Regions from separate parts of the Mus musculus genome. Here regions 2, 3 and 4 are each linked to region 1. The links are chromatin contacts, called in public HiChIP or PLAC-seq and promoter capture Hi-C maps. All regions are on one chromosome and are shown on one strand. The core of a region is the stretch at or near the end of the contact, and the rest is flanking DNA. Distances in the headings are between cores, read along the strand shown. Region 1 holds the start of Plekhg2 (pleckstrin homology domain containing, family G (with RhoGef domain) member 2). Region 2 holds the start of Ggn (gametogenetin). Region 3 holds the start of Map3k10 (mitogen-activated protein kinase kinase kinase 10). Region 4 overlaps Map4k1 (mitogen-activated protein kinase kinase kinase kinase 1).

Evidence for each region. HiChIP or PLAC-seq counts read pairs in DNA pulled down with a chosen protein or histone mark. Capture Hi-C pulls out chosen DNA fragments and counts their contacts.
Region 2: a contact with region 1 is called in a promoter capture Hi-C map of liver, with 2.5 times the contacts expected there. The contact joins the promoter of Ggn here to the promoter of Plekhg2 in region 1. A contact is called at or near these places in 1 of 39 promoter capture datasets (liver), 3 of 484 Hi-C or Micro-C datasets (cardiomyocytes, myocytes and nephron progenitors), 4 of 115 datasets of contacts at active chromatin or transcription factors (bone marrow-derived macrophages, memory CD8 T cells, pro-B cells and 1 more) and 2 of 9 other capture datasets (adipose tissue and liver).
Region 3: a contact with region 1 is called in an H3K27ac HiChIP or PLAC-seq map of embryonic stem cells, with 2.5 times the contacts expected there. The contact joins the promoter of Map3k10 here to the promoter of Plekhg2 in region 1. A contact is called at or near these places in 1 of 39 promoter capture datasets (cranial neural crest) and 2 of 115 datasets of contacts at active chromatin or transcription factors (embryonic stem cells and memory CD8 T cells).
Region 4: an H3K27ac HiChIP or PLAC-seq map of thymic regulatory T cells shows a contact between it and region 1, with 3 times the contacts expected there. The contact joins the enhancer-like site here to the promoter of Plekhg2 in region 1. A contact is called at or near these places in 2 of 39 promoter capture datasets (cranial neural crest and pre-B cells), 3 of 115 datasets of contacts at active chromatin or transcription factors (large pre-B cells, memory CD8 T cells and thymic regulatory T cells) and 1 of 9 other capture datasets (adipose tissue).

What each region holds. Positions count from the first base shown.
Region 1 is chr7:28,371,069-28,374,403 of GRCm38.p6, reverse strand. It overlaps Plekhg2 (pleckstrin homology domain containing, family G (with RhoGef domain) member 2), which reads left to right and starts at 1,742. Exons shown (of 19, transcript NM_138752.2): 1 at 1,742-2,544; 2 at 3,159-3,289. The coding sequence starts at 3,181. n-TIaat16 (a tRNA gene) reads right to left here and starts at 1,405; the gene lies at 1,311-1,405.
Region 2 is chr7:29,168,470-29,171,804 of GRCm38.p6, reverse strand. It overlaps Ggn (gametogenetin), which reads right to left and starts at 1,595. Exons shown (of 3, transcript NM_001358852.1): 1 at 1,364-1,595; 2 at 1-627. The coding sequence starts at 608. It overlaps Spred3 (sprouty-related EVH1 domain containing 3), which reads left to right and starts at 3,158. Exons shown (of 6, transcript NM_182927.3): 1 at 3,158-3,285.
Region 3 is chr7:27,672,868-27,676,202 of GRCm38.p6, reverse strand. Map3k10 (mitogen-activated protein kinase kinase kinase 10) reads left to right here and starts at 1,622. Exons shown (of 10, transcript NM_001290528.1): 1 at 1,622-2,860. The coding sequence starts at 2,179. It also overlaps a transcript of Zfp607b not described here.
Region 4 is chr7:28,999,271-29,002,605 of GRCm38.p6, reverse strand. Map4k1 (mitogen-activated protein kinase kinase kinase kinase 1) reads right to left here. Exons shown (of 32, transcript NM_008279.2): 24 at 2,725-2,833; 25 at 2,584-2,642; 26 at 2,312-2,415; 27 at 1,497-1,671; 28 at 937-999; 29 at 768-857; 30 at 616-686; 31 at 203-258. Among named protein-coding and RNA genes, the nearest start is that of Map4k1, 18 kb to the right of the region's middle. Within about 2 kb of position 1,550, at least 157 of the 459 cell types and tissues checked have an H3K27ac peak or open chromatin away from gene starts, as enhancers often do. A contact at or near this core is called in memory CD8 T cells and thymic regulatory T cells, where this site is marked.

The DNA.
Region 1 (3,335 bases), core at 493-2,992:
TGGACACTAGGAATGCTGTGACACCAGCCCCTTAGACCTGCTCCGGAGACACAGCCAAGACTACAGCTCACTCCAGCCTCCAGGGCCCTCTCATCGAAAGCCCACCTTACTAGTATCCAGTTCTAAAAGGACCTGTGTAGTAAGTTGCTCCCGGAAGCTTGTTAGAACACCAGAGGCAAATCACAAAGGTCAAAATCCTCACCACAGCCAACAGCCTGCATCTCCACACCCCCACCTCTTCTCACCTGCTCCACGAACACACCCATCTTCAGCCTTAGAGTGTTATCTGGAACATCTCTCTGGTGTTCCCATGGCTCCTTCCCCTCCTCCAGGTGTCTGTCTGTTCAAAGATCTCCCCTGGGGCCGGAGAGATGGATCAGCAGTTAAGAACACTGGCGGCTCTGACAGAGCACCTGGTTTGATTCCCTGCACCATAACCCTCTGAAACTGCAGTTCCAGGGGATCTGCCGCCCTCCTCCAGTCTCTTTGGACACCAAGCATGAACATGGTACACAGACACACTTGCAGGCCAAACACCCATACACATAAAATAAAAACAGTCCATCCATGACAGCTATGATAATCTGCATCCCACCCTACTTATCCATACTTATCAGTAGCTAATCTAACGATACAGTTACACTCCCAGATGGTGAGGGAGCCAGGAGTTTAGGCCAGTCTGGGTAACATAGGGAAAGTCAAATTTTAAAAAAAAGTACTTAATTCGTAGACTTTCAGTACTCAGTCTCCTTAGTAAAAAGTCAAGTCCTCAGAGACAGAGGATACAGTTCCTAGTGAGTGGTCAGTAAAAAAAAAAAAAAAAAAAAAAAAAATCTGTTCAGAAACCTGTAGAAGACAAATATCCATAAAGAGTGTGTTGTAAGCATCCATCCATCCCTGGGATCTGAGATTTGGATTTTATCTGACGCCCAGGCCATCTAATAAGAGACGTTATTGCCCTCTGGCGACCAGAATAGAAACTGCAACTTTGGGACTGTTCCACAGACCATTGCAAAAAATTCACAAAGAAATGTTCATTCTTCAAAAATTCTGTAGTTTCCGGGTACAGTGACGCACGTCTTTAATACCAGTACTAGGGAGGCAGAGGCAGAGGCAGAGGCAGTGGCAGGCGCTCTCTGTGAGTTCGAGGCCAGCCCGGTCTACATAATGACTTCCAGACCAGCCAGAGAGTTACATGGTGAGACCCTGTCTCAAACAAGCCAAAACATTTGATTGAAATTATAAAATGTGAAGACTTCTAAACTGATGAGAGAACACCAGAAAAGAGGTAGATGAGTTAAAAAAAGAAGTGCTCCAGGTGAGGATCGAACTCACAACCTCGGCATCGCTTACGCCTAGCACTGACATATAAGTACCGCGCGCTAACCGATTGCGCCACTGGAGCTCCGGCCGCACCCTCGCGCCACAAAGTCCTTCAGTCAGTTGTAGTCGCAGGACTTTGTTGAACGGCTCGGCCCAACATTGCATATGCAAATATAAAGCCCGCCGATCGACCAATAAGAACAAGAGTGTGAGACTATTCCAGATTCTCACGCCTCCTGGGCCCTTGCTGTAAAAGGTAAAAAGTCCTCCCGGCTCTAGGCTCTTGGAATGTGGGCGGTGACTCGCCGTTGGAACCGCTTGCTTGCAATTATTCAGAGTAGGGGGCGGGGATTTTAAAAGCCTTTACGGGAGGGCGTGCCGGAAGGCGGCCCCTCCCCCCAGCAGGCGGGAACAGGATGTGAGCCGCGGCGGCGGCAAAGGGGAGGAGAAGCCTTGGGCGGCCGCCCCCCGCCCCACATCTGGGACCCGACTCTCCCCGCCCCAGATGCGGCGTTGCCGCTGCCCCCAGAGCCCCAGGACACTCATCCCGGAGCCCGAGGCGTTCATAGTCTTGGGCCCAGGCGTCCGGGAACTCTGTCCCGCGTTTTAAGAGACCCGCAAGTCCCGGCTCCCGCAGAGGGGCCGGGACCTCTGATGTCCAGCGCCCCCTCCTGGAGGAGCCCGGGGCTCGGGAAGTCAGCCCCGAGGCTGGAGGCCCGTCCCGTACCCGGCTTCGAAGACCGTAGGATCTGTGGCCGTGCATCCTTCCCACGGGGTCCCAACTCTGAGTCCAAGACCCCCTCCTGGAGCCACTTGGGGACAGGACCTCGCGCCTCGACTTAGGGCTGCAGCATCCATCACCTCCAGGAGACCGAGGAGTTAGCCAGTCCTTGCGGTCCCTCCCGGAGGTGACTTCACTCCTGCCCCTCGGGTTCTGGAAACTCTGGAATCCCGGTGCTCCCGACAACACACAGCCCTACCTAGAAGACTGAGGAGTTTGGGTCCCCAGCGCCCTGGTCTGAGACTCGAGTAGAGGGTTGCAGCATCTTCTATTTAGAACACCGAGACTTCGGACTCCGGATCCCAACTCTCCCCGGATTCTGGAGTCCGAGAACCCCAAGTTCACGACCTTAAGTCTGGGTTGTGAGCCTCCCCAGGGATCGCGCGTTACGGTCCAGACGCGCGGGACTCCCGACCCCAAGGCCCGTGGCTCCCCGGGAGGTGAGGGGAGCGAGGGGCCCGGGGCTGGGGGAGGGGGCGGCGCCGAAGCGGAACAATGAGGGGGCGTGCCGGCGGGGGGTAGCGGAGGCGCCGGCTGGAGTTGGGGGCTGCAACTGCACAGGGGAGAATCCAACGGTGGGGACCGCGGTTGGGGCGCCGAGGGACCGACTGGAGCTGGGTGGAGGACTCGGGGCCAGCGCCCCAGTACGCCGTCTTGGGCGGGGTAAGGAACAGTCTGTAGGACCCTGGCATCCGGTCCCCCAGCCTCCGCCCTCCCCTGGGACCCCGCGGCCTCTCCCGCCCACGGTTTTTCCCAGCCCTGCCCCTCGCCCTCAGCTTCAGCCTGAGCCTGAGAGTTCCCAGGATCCCTGAGCCTTGGGAGGGGGGCCCCCAGACAGATGGGACTTGCAGACTCAGGCACTTTTGCTGTCTTCGTTCTTTGTCTCAACCTTTTTCCATCTTTGGCTTGTATTCTCAGCCCCTTCTTCCTGTCACTTTGTATCTTCTTGGGGCCCCTCCTTGAGTTTAGATCAGCTTCCAGCACCCTATCTGTGAGTAGGAGCGGCCGAGAGACCGGTGAAGTCTAGTTCCCAAGAAGTGGGTCTCTTCTGTAGGTCGGAGTTGTGCCACTCAATCATGCCCGAGGGAGCCCGGGGATTGAGCCTGCCCAAACCCAGCCTTAGGCTCGGGTGTGGCCACCAAGGTGAAGTTTGCGACTGCGCAGCAGTGAGTGACACTCCAACAGGTGAGCAGCCCAGACAGGTGGAGCCTGTGGGCATTTGTCCCTTCCT
Region 2 (3,335 bases), core at 346-2,845, 800 kb before region 1:
TGACTTTCTGTGGGGCTTGTGGCCGACGAGGCCAGAGTGATTCTGCGGCTCAGGGGCTGCGGATCGCAAGTTGATGGTGCTGGCGGTAGTTGTTTCCGAGGTTCCAGGGGCGTCGGAGGTGGGGCTGGGGCCCTCAGGACCGGGTCTTTTTCGGTCAGTTGCCGGGGCAGCGGTGGCAGCGGGCGGAGGCTTGGAGGGTCACCCTGACCACGATGGCTCGCCTCCAGAAGACCGCGGATCCGAGGCACTGAAGTGCCCGTGGGTTTTCGCCACTTAGATGGCGCAGGCAGCAGGGTCCCCACGGGGGGCGGGGGTGGTGTGGAGACCGCAGCCGCCTCCTCTGGAGGGGGTGTCACTGGCGAGGGCAGTTCTAAGGTCAGGGGCAGGGGCGAGGATGAGGCCTGGGGCTCCGGGGGTATCAGGAGTCCCGGGGGCCCGGAACTGCCAGGGAACCAGACGCCCAGCCCTCGAGCCAGGCGCATGGCAGGGGATGAGGGGGTCACCTCGGGCTCCACTAGAGGCGTCCTGCGGGAGTCGGAGGCGCGGTCTGAGGCCTGCTCTTTTCGGGAACCCCCGCCCGCGGACGGCTCCGACTGCACGTTCCCCATTTTTGAAGAAGGTCGGGGACTGTGGTTAAAAAAACTTTCACCAGTCAGTCGGCGGGTTCTGCGGGGACTCCACGGCTCAGGCTGTTCTTGGACTGCCCCTGTCTGCATTGGTCTGCCCTGTCCTCCAATATTATCTCAGCCCCCGGCTCTTAAGTCTTCAGTTCTCCGATTCGCCATGGTCACGCCCCCTTCCCCATGGTCTCAAGGCTGCAGTTCTTACTCTTCGAACCTAACTTCTTAGTGTACAAAGGCGCCAACCCTGATCCCTTGGATCACATCCCTAACACTTTTGCCACTCCCGGGATCTCCAGGCTCCAGGAGTCAGTCTCGCCAGCCTCTCTGTTGAAAGTTTCAAACCACATGGGTAATGATGGTTATGCCCAATAGCCAACAATGAATTCACGCTTCTCTTTCAACACTAGTCTAACCAGGCCCCGCCCCATTCTCTAGTCGCTCCTGATTGTCAAGAATCCGGCCATATCCTCGCCCCTCACCGCCCCGGATCAGGTCCGTCTCTGCCTAACAAATACCTGGGACTGTGATCTAATTAGTTCCCTAGTCCTTCAGTCCTAACCCTCCGATCACCCACCGTCTCTCTGTGTCGATCATTTGGATCCCTCCCTCTTCCTAGCCAGCAACAAATCCTCAAGCCTCTTAAACTTTTCCCGCTTGGCGTTTGTGACAGATCTTAACTTAGGCTCCACCCCTTTCCTAAAGCTCCGCCCAGCTCCGCCTCTTAAGTGGACCCAACTCACCGACTCCTCCAGCCGACCAAAGATCAGATCACTGCCCCGTGGGCCCAAGGCAGGGCGGGGAACGGCCGTAGCAGAAAATAACCGAAAAGAACGGGTGTGCGGGTGAAGGCAAGTGGGCGAGACAGCGAGGACGACCCCCGAGATCTAGGCCCCGCCCCGAGCTCGAGGCCCTGCCCCCTGCAAGCCAGCTTGAGTGCAGCCCTTCAAACCTGGATCACCCTTAGAAAAATACAGAAAACTCTTCATAGTGGGTAGGCAGGCCCCTTCTCATTAAGCCCCACCCCTTTATAATGCCACACCCCTCTCTCTTAAGCCCCTCCCCGGACCCCCACCCATGGCAAACACTTGCTACATAGCTCCTCCTTTTGAGCCTCTTATTTGACCTGTCACTAAGGAAATTTATGTCCAAGCTCCGCCTTGCTAAGTCCAGGCAGCATCTCTTTCTAAGACCCTGTCTTTCCTGGGATGGCTCAGAAGGTCCACCCGCCCGCCCCTTCCGTGACGCACCCTCTCAGTTCCTTCAGCGTCCAAACCTCCTTCCTTACTCAGGCTCCCAGGCCCCTCCCCTTTTCGAACCCTGCCAGGCATCCCGCCCCTCCCATTCAGAGCCCTGACCGTGGACCACCTTCTCTCTAGAACCTTGGGACCAGGGTCTATTTCTGTTCCCTTCTCATATCATCAGGGACCAACCGTTCAGATAAGTGGAAAAGTGGGGATTCCCTTCTGGGTCCCGAGAAAATGGGGGCTATAGATGTTCGTTGTAGCCCTAGCCGGGCTCTAGGACCCAGCGGGCATGTACGCCTGCCTTGCTTCTACCCCTCCCCCAAGCCGCCCCCTCCCCCACACACATCTTCCAGGTTCCCCCTCCCTCCCCCCTCGCCCCGGCTCCCGGTGCCCGTCTCCAGCGCCGCCGGAGCCAGTGAGGGAGCGGGAGAGAAGAGGAGGAGGAGGAGGAGGAGGAGGAGGAGGCCGCGTCGCCGCCGCTCGGAGCCCGGCCGGAGCCTCCCAGGCAGGTGCCCAGAGTGGCGAGGGGGCGGGGGGCTGACGAGACTGCCTGCCAGGGTGAGGGGGCAGCCTGGATCGCATCTGTAATCCTCTGCCCACCCTTGCACCCTGCGGACACAAGCTGGGAGAACAAGAGGGGTGGGGGCACCAAACTACGCGGTAGCCATTTGGGGTGCCAATCTCCATTTGGGGGTCCTGGACTTCTTCCGAGGATGCCCCATTCACAAAATTCTGTCGTGGACCCTCGCCATTGAGGAACTCTGATGACTACTCTCCCCGGGAAAATAGATGTGTGGGAGCATAGGACACCCCAAGATCTCAGTGCCCTATCTCAGCTAGGCCTTTGGGGGGGACCCCAGCCCTCTTTCCCCGCTTCACCTGTTGTTGGGGGAGGCGGGCGGACAAAGGAAGCAGTGTCACGTGACTGCTCATTCACAAAATCCCATCCCATTGAGAAAAGGGGGCTGGGGGCGCTGTGGCCGCCCCTTCCCCTCCTGAACGGCTGGGGAAACCCGACATCCTGCAGGTGGGGGAGGGGGCTAGAACTCGTTGCCTGGGCTCATAAGGTTGGGACTTCATGCTCCATGAGCCTGGGACAGTGGGGCTGAATGGTAATCCTGATTGCTGGGCGGAGGGCTACATCCCCTAAACTGGGGGCGGGGTAAAATGTTTCTGAAGGATGGCGGGGGGCGGGGGGGTGAGGGGCTGGATCATTATCTCCCCTCCCATCTCTCTTGGCTTCCCTCAACTGAGACCAACCGGAGCAGCCTTGATTTTTGTGAATGAAATGCTCCTTGTATCTTTTCGGTCTCCGGTTGCTGGTTTTCTCTGCCTCCATCTCCTTCTCGGCCTCTCTTTCTGGCCATTTCTGGTTCTCTCTCTGCTCCCTGCCCATCTCCTGGTTGCTGGGTGACTCAGTGAGCTTTGCATCCGGTCTCATTCATAAATCCGGGAAGGGGGGGGGGGG
Region 3 (3,335 bases), core at 373-2,872, 700 kb after region 1:
GGGTTCTGGGCTCAAACTCCAGCTTGGCCATCTCACCAGCCAACAAGCATTCTCGATAGACCCCTAGTTTCCCTAAGCAGACAACAGGAGACTTGTTAGTCAGCTACAGGAGTAGTATCACTTCCTGTGATCTTTTAGCATCAGTGTCTCAGAATCTGGCTATGAGAGTTCTTAAAATTCTTCTCTTCCTTCCTCTATCCAGAGTCTCAAGCCATTTAGGATCACCAAACTGGAAAGACCCAGGATTCTACCCCCTGACGTTTATAGTTCTTGGACAAGCCACTGACGTTATACAGGACTCACCTTCTGCATTCTATACATAGAAAGGCAGCATTCTAAAAACATGGTGCTGAGGATAAGTTAGAAAAATATATAGGCAGGTAGAGAAACGGCCTTCCTGCCAGGGTTGTTTCCTTCCTTAGAGAAAGGTTAGAAGGACAAATGCCTAGGCAAAATGTTAAGATGAGAGGACCCATAAGTCTTATAAAATGCTAAACACAGAGCCCTTGTAACGACTCCCAACTCAGCGATTGTCAGCTTGCCTCAATAAAGCTCCACACACGCACACCTTTGTCCCTCTCAGTCAGTTCTTTGCCTGTCCCACAAATAAACTCAACCAGAATCTTAGTTACCGTAGGGGGCAAAGATGGGTCAGCTCTAAAGGGCATATGCTGCTTTTGCGGAGAACCTGAATTTGGGTCCCCAGCACCCACATGGGGTGGCTCACAACCGCCTGTGACTGAAGTTTCCAGGAGATCCAACGCCCTCTTTGGGTGCGTGCACGCACGCACGCGCGCGCGCACACACACACACACACAATTTAAAAATACGATCACTGACAGTGTTTGTTTTTCAATTTTTCAATTTCTTTTAAACTGCCCTTGACTCTTGCTTTGCCATTTATAATTTAGCAATCTTGAACAAAGTGAGTTTGTTTCTCTGAGTCACCTGTAAATGAGGCTCTTCGTGAAGATTTAATGACATCATCTGAGCAAAGCCCCCACCCCCGGAAACCCCTCCTTTCAGCCCCCTCTCTCCAAACTGAAGCTCATTATAGGAGGCAGAAGAGTATAGACAAGTTCTTACTGCAGATGCCAGTGATCCCATAGCTGGTGAGGCAAGCAAATCTGGCTATGAAATCTTCGAGACAGTACACTTCGCCCTCCAGCCTGCTCCTGCCCAAAGAGGCAGCACAAGTCTGTGCGTTAACTTGCTCCAGTCACCCATTGCTCTCTGAAGCAGGTGGTTCAAGGAGCGCAATGGTCCACGAACGAACTACATTTCCCAGCATGCACTTCCAGCCAGGGACCCTAGAGACTATCCTGCGAACCTTGTCCGAACCGCTTTAGGAGTATCGGTCCGTAATCTCCATTCATTCAGCTCCTATGTTTCCCTTGGCTAAATGAGTCAGTTACCGTGAACTCCAACATGAACGGGTCTCCTGCAGGGCTTGTAGAAAGCGTTGGTTCATTCGCCCTGATAGGAGATAGGGCCTAAGGACCAGGGCTCATGTAGCCTGGGACGAACCCAAGGCCTCGCAGCTTGGGACTACAACTCCCAGGCGGCATCGCGGCGGCAGCATAAACACGTCACTGGACACCGCCAAGAGCCCCGGCGGGGAGAGGGACTTAGGGGGCCGACCAGGAGCCGGCTGAGGAGGATGGGGGCCGCCCACGCGTTCCTCGCGTGAGGAGGCCGAGGGGCGCGCCACCCCATCCCGGGGCGGCCGCCCCCGGGGCGCCGCCATCCCTGCCCGGCCCTGCGGTCGTGGCTGAGGATGCGGAGCCGGGGGCCGCCGGTGGAGCTGCGCGGGGTGAGAGGCGCGGGGAGGGGCGGCCGCTTGCTGCCCTCGGCCTCGGCCTCCGCCGGCGGGCCCCGCTCGACCCGGCCCTCCCTGCGCCCTGACATCGTTGGGGACAGGTGAACCTAACGCCTCTCCTGCACAGCCAAATCCGAGGGATCGGTCCTATCGTTTGAAAAAGGTGTTTTTTAGGTTTTTGGGGTTTTTTTTCTTTTTAATTCCTTCGCTCCAGCGGAGGCCCCTCCCCCAGCTATGGTCCCCAGGAGCCCCCCGGGGTCCGCAGGGACTGTCTCCCATCCCGGCCTCCCGGCCCCGCGCTCAGCATTCCGCGGGCAGCCTGCGTGAAGCGGCCTCCCGCAGCCCCCGGCCCCTCCCCCATGGAGGAGGAGGAGGGGGCGGCGGCCAGAGAGTGGGGCGCGACCCCCGCGGGGCCAGTGTGGACCGCCGTGTTCGACTACGAGGCGGTGGGCGACGAGGAGCTGACCCTGCGGAGAGGCGACCGCGTCCAGGTGCTTTCCCAGGACTGTGCGGTGTCTGGAGATGAGGGCTGGTGGACAGGGCAGCTGCCCAGCGGCCGTGTGGGCGTCTTCCCCAGCAACTACGTGGCCCCCGCTGCACCCGCCGCACCCTCAGACCTCCAGCTGCCACAGGAGATCCCCTTCCACGAGCTGCAGCTGGAGGAGATCATCGGTGTCGGGGGCTTTGGCAAAGTCTATCGCGCCGTATGGCGTGGAGAGGAAGTAGCGGTCAAGGCCGCTCGGCTGGACCCTGAACGGGACCCGGCAGTGACAGCGGAGCAGGTCCGCCAGGAGGCCCGGCTCTTTGGAGCCCTGCAGCACCCCAACATCATTGCCCTGAGGGGCGCCTGCCTCAGCCCCCCAAACCTCTGCCTGGTGATGGAATATGCTCGGGGAGGTGCATTGAGCAGGGTACTGGCAGGTCGCCGGGTCCCCCCTCATGTGCTGGTCAACTGGGCTGTGCAGGTGGCTCGGGGCATGAACTATCTACACAATGATGCCCCTGTGCCCATCATTCACCGGGACCTCAAGTCCATCAACAGTAAGTGGTATCCTCTCTCCCAAAACTCTTCCGCTGAATCTTATGAGGCCAAGCCCAGATCGTTGGAAAGGGCAATGGACAGCAGATGGCACTGCATGGGGCAAGCAGGGCCAGGTGAAGGGGGACTTTGGTTGTATTAATAAGAAAAGGGAAGCTCAGAAAGGTCTCTTTCATTCAGTAGGTCAATGATGGTGTATCCATGGCACTATGACAGTCCCTGTGTTCATTGCCACTTGCAGAGTCTGTCCTCATGATGCCCACAACCTGATCGTGGCATTGGAGTCTACCAGGCAGAGATGGACAGAGCTGGCTTAGTTGAAGCCAGGGCTTCCCAAGCCTGTCACAAAGGTTAACCTTTGTGGTCTTGTCATTGGCAGAGCGATTGTTCTGTGCACTTTATGTTGTTTGGTGGCCTTAGGGCTCTATGCACAAGAGGTCATTAGTACTCTGCAACCCTGCTCCCAACTATCAAAAC
Region 4 (3,335 bases), core at 301-2,800, 630 kb before region 1:
AAGGGTAGACTAAAGGAAAACAGGGAAGCACCGGTGCAGGGGCTTCTGCTGAGGGCAGCCAAGGCTCCCAAGAGTCACGGTGGAGCCGGAGCCTCGGGAGGGAACCTTGCAAAAGAACATGGAAGGGTTTTCTAGGCTGTGGAAACCTCCTCTCCACACCAGCAGCCTCTCCTATTCCCCATTCGTCCCTCCACCACCATACCTGGGGGAGCAGAGCAGACGGAAGGTGAGGGTGGGGTCTCTCAGCTCCTGCAGCGGCTGTAGAGAAAGTGTGTCTGTGTGTGTGCGGAGAAGTAGGGCCTTCCCTCTCCCTACAGACACGGCTTCCTCAGGGTAAGTCTAACCCCAGACCCACTCATGAAGCTGTGTGACTTTGACAAACATGTGACTTAACTGCTCTGTGTCCAAGACTACTAACCTGCAAAGTCGCCGCGCCCTATCGGATAGGCAACTGTGAAGGGTGGGTAAGTCAGGAACCAGGGAGCCGGTACGATGTGTGCCCTGAAGCTTCCCTACACGAGTCCCTGTCCTGACCCAGGGCTTCTCCAAGCCCATTTAAAGGATGTGAAGGTTGAGGATGAGGGCAAGGGAGTGGTGTGAACTGAAGGAGCCTACCTGTTTCAAGCCTGGAGCCCACACCTGAACTCCATGCTTCCAGAAGGCCTCGAGTCGATCTTCAACCATAGCTAGAGAGGAAGCAGTTCCCTGTGACCTGGAGGTCACAGAGCTCCCACTCTTGACCCTGGACCCTCCCAACTAACACATACCCACAGCCTCGACCGCTTCTGTCATGGGGATCTCAGGGGTGCGGAGCCCAGGAGCTGGTGCCCCCTCTGGGGTCACTAGCTTTAGAGAGCCTGAAGGGAAGTGGAAGGAAGGCTTTGAGCACAACGTCCTGGGCTGAGGACCGGAAAGGGAAGGGAGGAAGGCTCTTACCATCCATCAACACCATCACCATGTCTTCCTTTACTTGGATCACCTGCACTGGTCCCTTGTGCTCTGCGCGAGAGGCAGGGGCTTAAGAACTAACTGCCTAGCTCTGTTCAGCTAGCACCCCTCAGGTCCCTGCCTGCCACGTGCGCTCCACCCTGCCACGTGCGCTCCACCCTGTTATGACCAGTCAAGGAAGACCACACACCCTGTTCCATCTCTTTCTCGGTATCGGGTTCGGGCATAGCCCTGCCCAACCATTCTGCCCTTCCCCTTCCCTGGTGCCCTAACCTGTAGTCCCATCCTTGATTGGCCCCTTCTCACAAGCCACATCCTTTCCAGAAACCATGCCCCTTTTCTGAAGCTCCGCCCTCTTCCCTAGGCCCCGCCCCTTCCCTGCAGCCTGAACCCCGCCCTGCAGCCCCGCCTTGGTCTGCAACTTTTCCCTATTGTCCTCTTTCCTGAAGCACTACCTTTCCAGGACTGCCTTTTCCCTACAGCCCCTCCTTCCCCGGCAGCGTCTCCCTTCCTAGCATCCTTGCCTCTTAGGGGCAAGGCCCACTCACCCGTGCTGGAGTCGTCCAGCCAGCAGGACAGCGCACCGAAGCGCACGGTGTGGAAGAGCACCGACTTTGCCGCCTGCCCCGGGCTCACGCCGATGCACACAGCTGGCAGCTCGGAGCCCGGCGTTGTCAGCAGCGTGAACACCGGCAGCGGCGTGGGCAGCGGGAACAGCACCTGCTGCAGGCCCGCGCGGGGAAGAGCGATTCAGGGAGGCTCTGAGACCGGGGGTGGGGTGGGGGACTAGGTGGGGAGTCCCTCGGAGATTTTCAGGCTTCTTTAGAAAGAAGCAAAGTGTGCTTCTAGAGTAAATGTGGCTTTGTCTGGAGGCGTGTCAACCTGGTGACGGAAAAGCAGGAACACCCCCTACACACACACACCAGGCCAACAAAACCACTTTAGACTCAAAGGGACAGACCCTTAGAGACTGAAGAATAATTAAGTTGTTCAGATGTGAGGGACGGGGCTTAAATATCAGGAAGTGGTTTTCTTTTTAACGATTTACTTATTTTTATTTTATGCGCTTGGTGTTTTGCCTGCATGTATGTCTGTGTGAGGCTGTTGAGTCCCCTGCAACTGGAGTTTCAGACCGTTGTGAGCTGCCATGTGGGTGCTGGGAACTGAACGTGGGTCCTTTGGAAGAGCAGCCAGTACTCTCTTAATCGCTGAGCCATCTCTTCAGACTCTCGGGAAATTTTCAAAATGCCTCAGGATGGGAAGGGAGCAACGACATGGACTGGCGGCTGGGGGGGGGGGGGGGCATCCCATTCTTTATATAAGCGCTAATGGTGGATGGAGCACCCTCGCTCTACAGACTTACCCGGACAAGCAAGAATTTGTTCATTGGTTGGTACCACTGGAGCAAAACCACAGACGTCTCCAATGCCCCACATAAGAATGGGCCCCCAGAGCTAGCACTCTCAGCTGTGGAAGTGGACAAGAATGGGTCAGGTCAGGGTCCCTGTCTCCCTCTAGGATCCCCCAGTATCTCTCCAAGGGTCCTGGACACCATGCCTCAACCTTATTGAGTAGACACTGGCCAGGCACCAGCCCGCCCCATCACTCTGCACCCGGAGGGAAGCTGGCTCTCACCCACACAGCAAGCCCGGCAGCCTTTGGTGTCCTGGATCTTACTGGAGACCATGTTCTTTCTGGAGGAGGAGGAAGAGGAGTGAGGGGCTGCGCGGGCGCACTGGGGGCAGGGAAGCCAATGGCGCCCTGTGGGGCTCCTACCTTGCCAGTAACCGGTGAGGGCTAATGTGAGCAATGGGGCTTCCCGTTCTGCCGTCTTTCCTTTCAAGCAGGCCCAGGATGCTATGAGAATACAGGTAGGGTGTCTTCCCTGCAGTGTGTGTATGAGAGCGGGAGTGTCAAGCAGTTAGAGGACCCTTGCCATCTCTTTGTCTCCCAGCCCGCTGAAACTTCCCAACATGCAAACCCCACTTTCCAGTCACACAGTTCCCAGTCTTGAGACTTGAAAGGACCAGTGTGGTCCAGGCATCACCGTGATCTGCTTAGGAAAACAGAGCAGAATAGGTCGCCTGCCCTCATAACGCTGCTGCACCGGCAACAGGAGTGAGGTTTACCCAGCCCATGAGGTTGCACCTGAAGTTTATTTTTTTGGTGCTTGTGTCTCAGGTCCAGGCTGACCTCTAACTCCCCATGGAGCTGAGGCTGGTCTTGAACTCCCATCCTCCTGACTCTACACCTGGCACATATTTCAAAGTTTAACAGAAAAACCTACCTAAGCCAGGATTGGTGGCACCTGCTCATAGTCTCAGAACTTGGGAGGCTGAAGCAAGTGAGTCACTCTAAGTTTGAGGCTAGCCAGGGATAGACAGTCT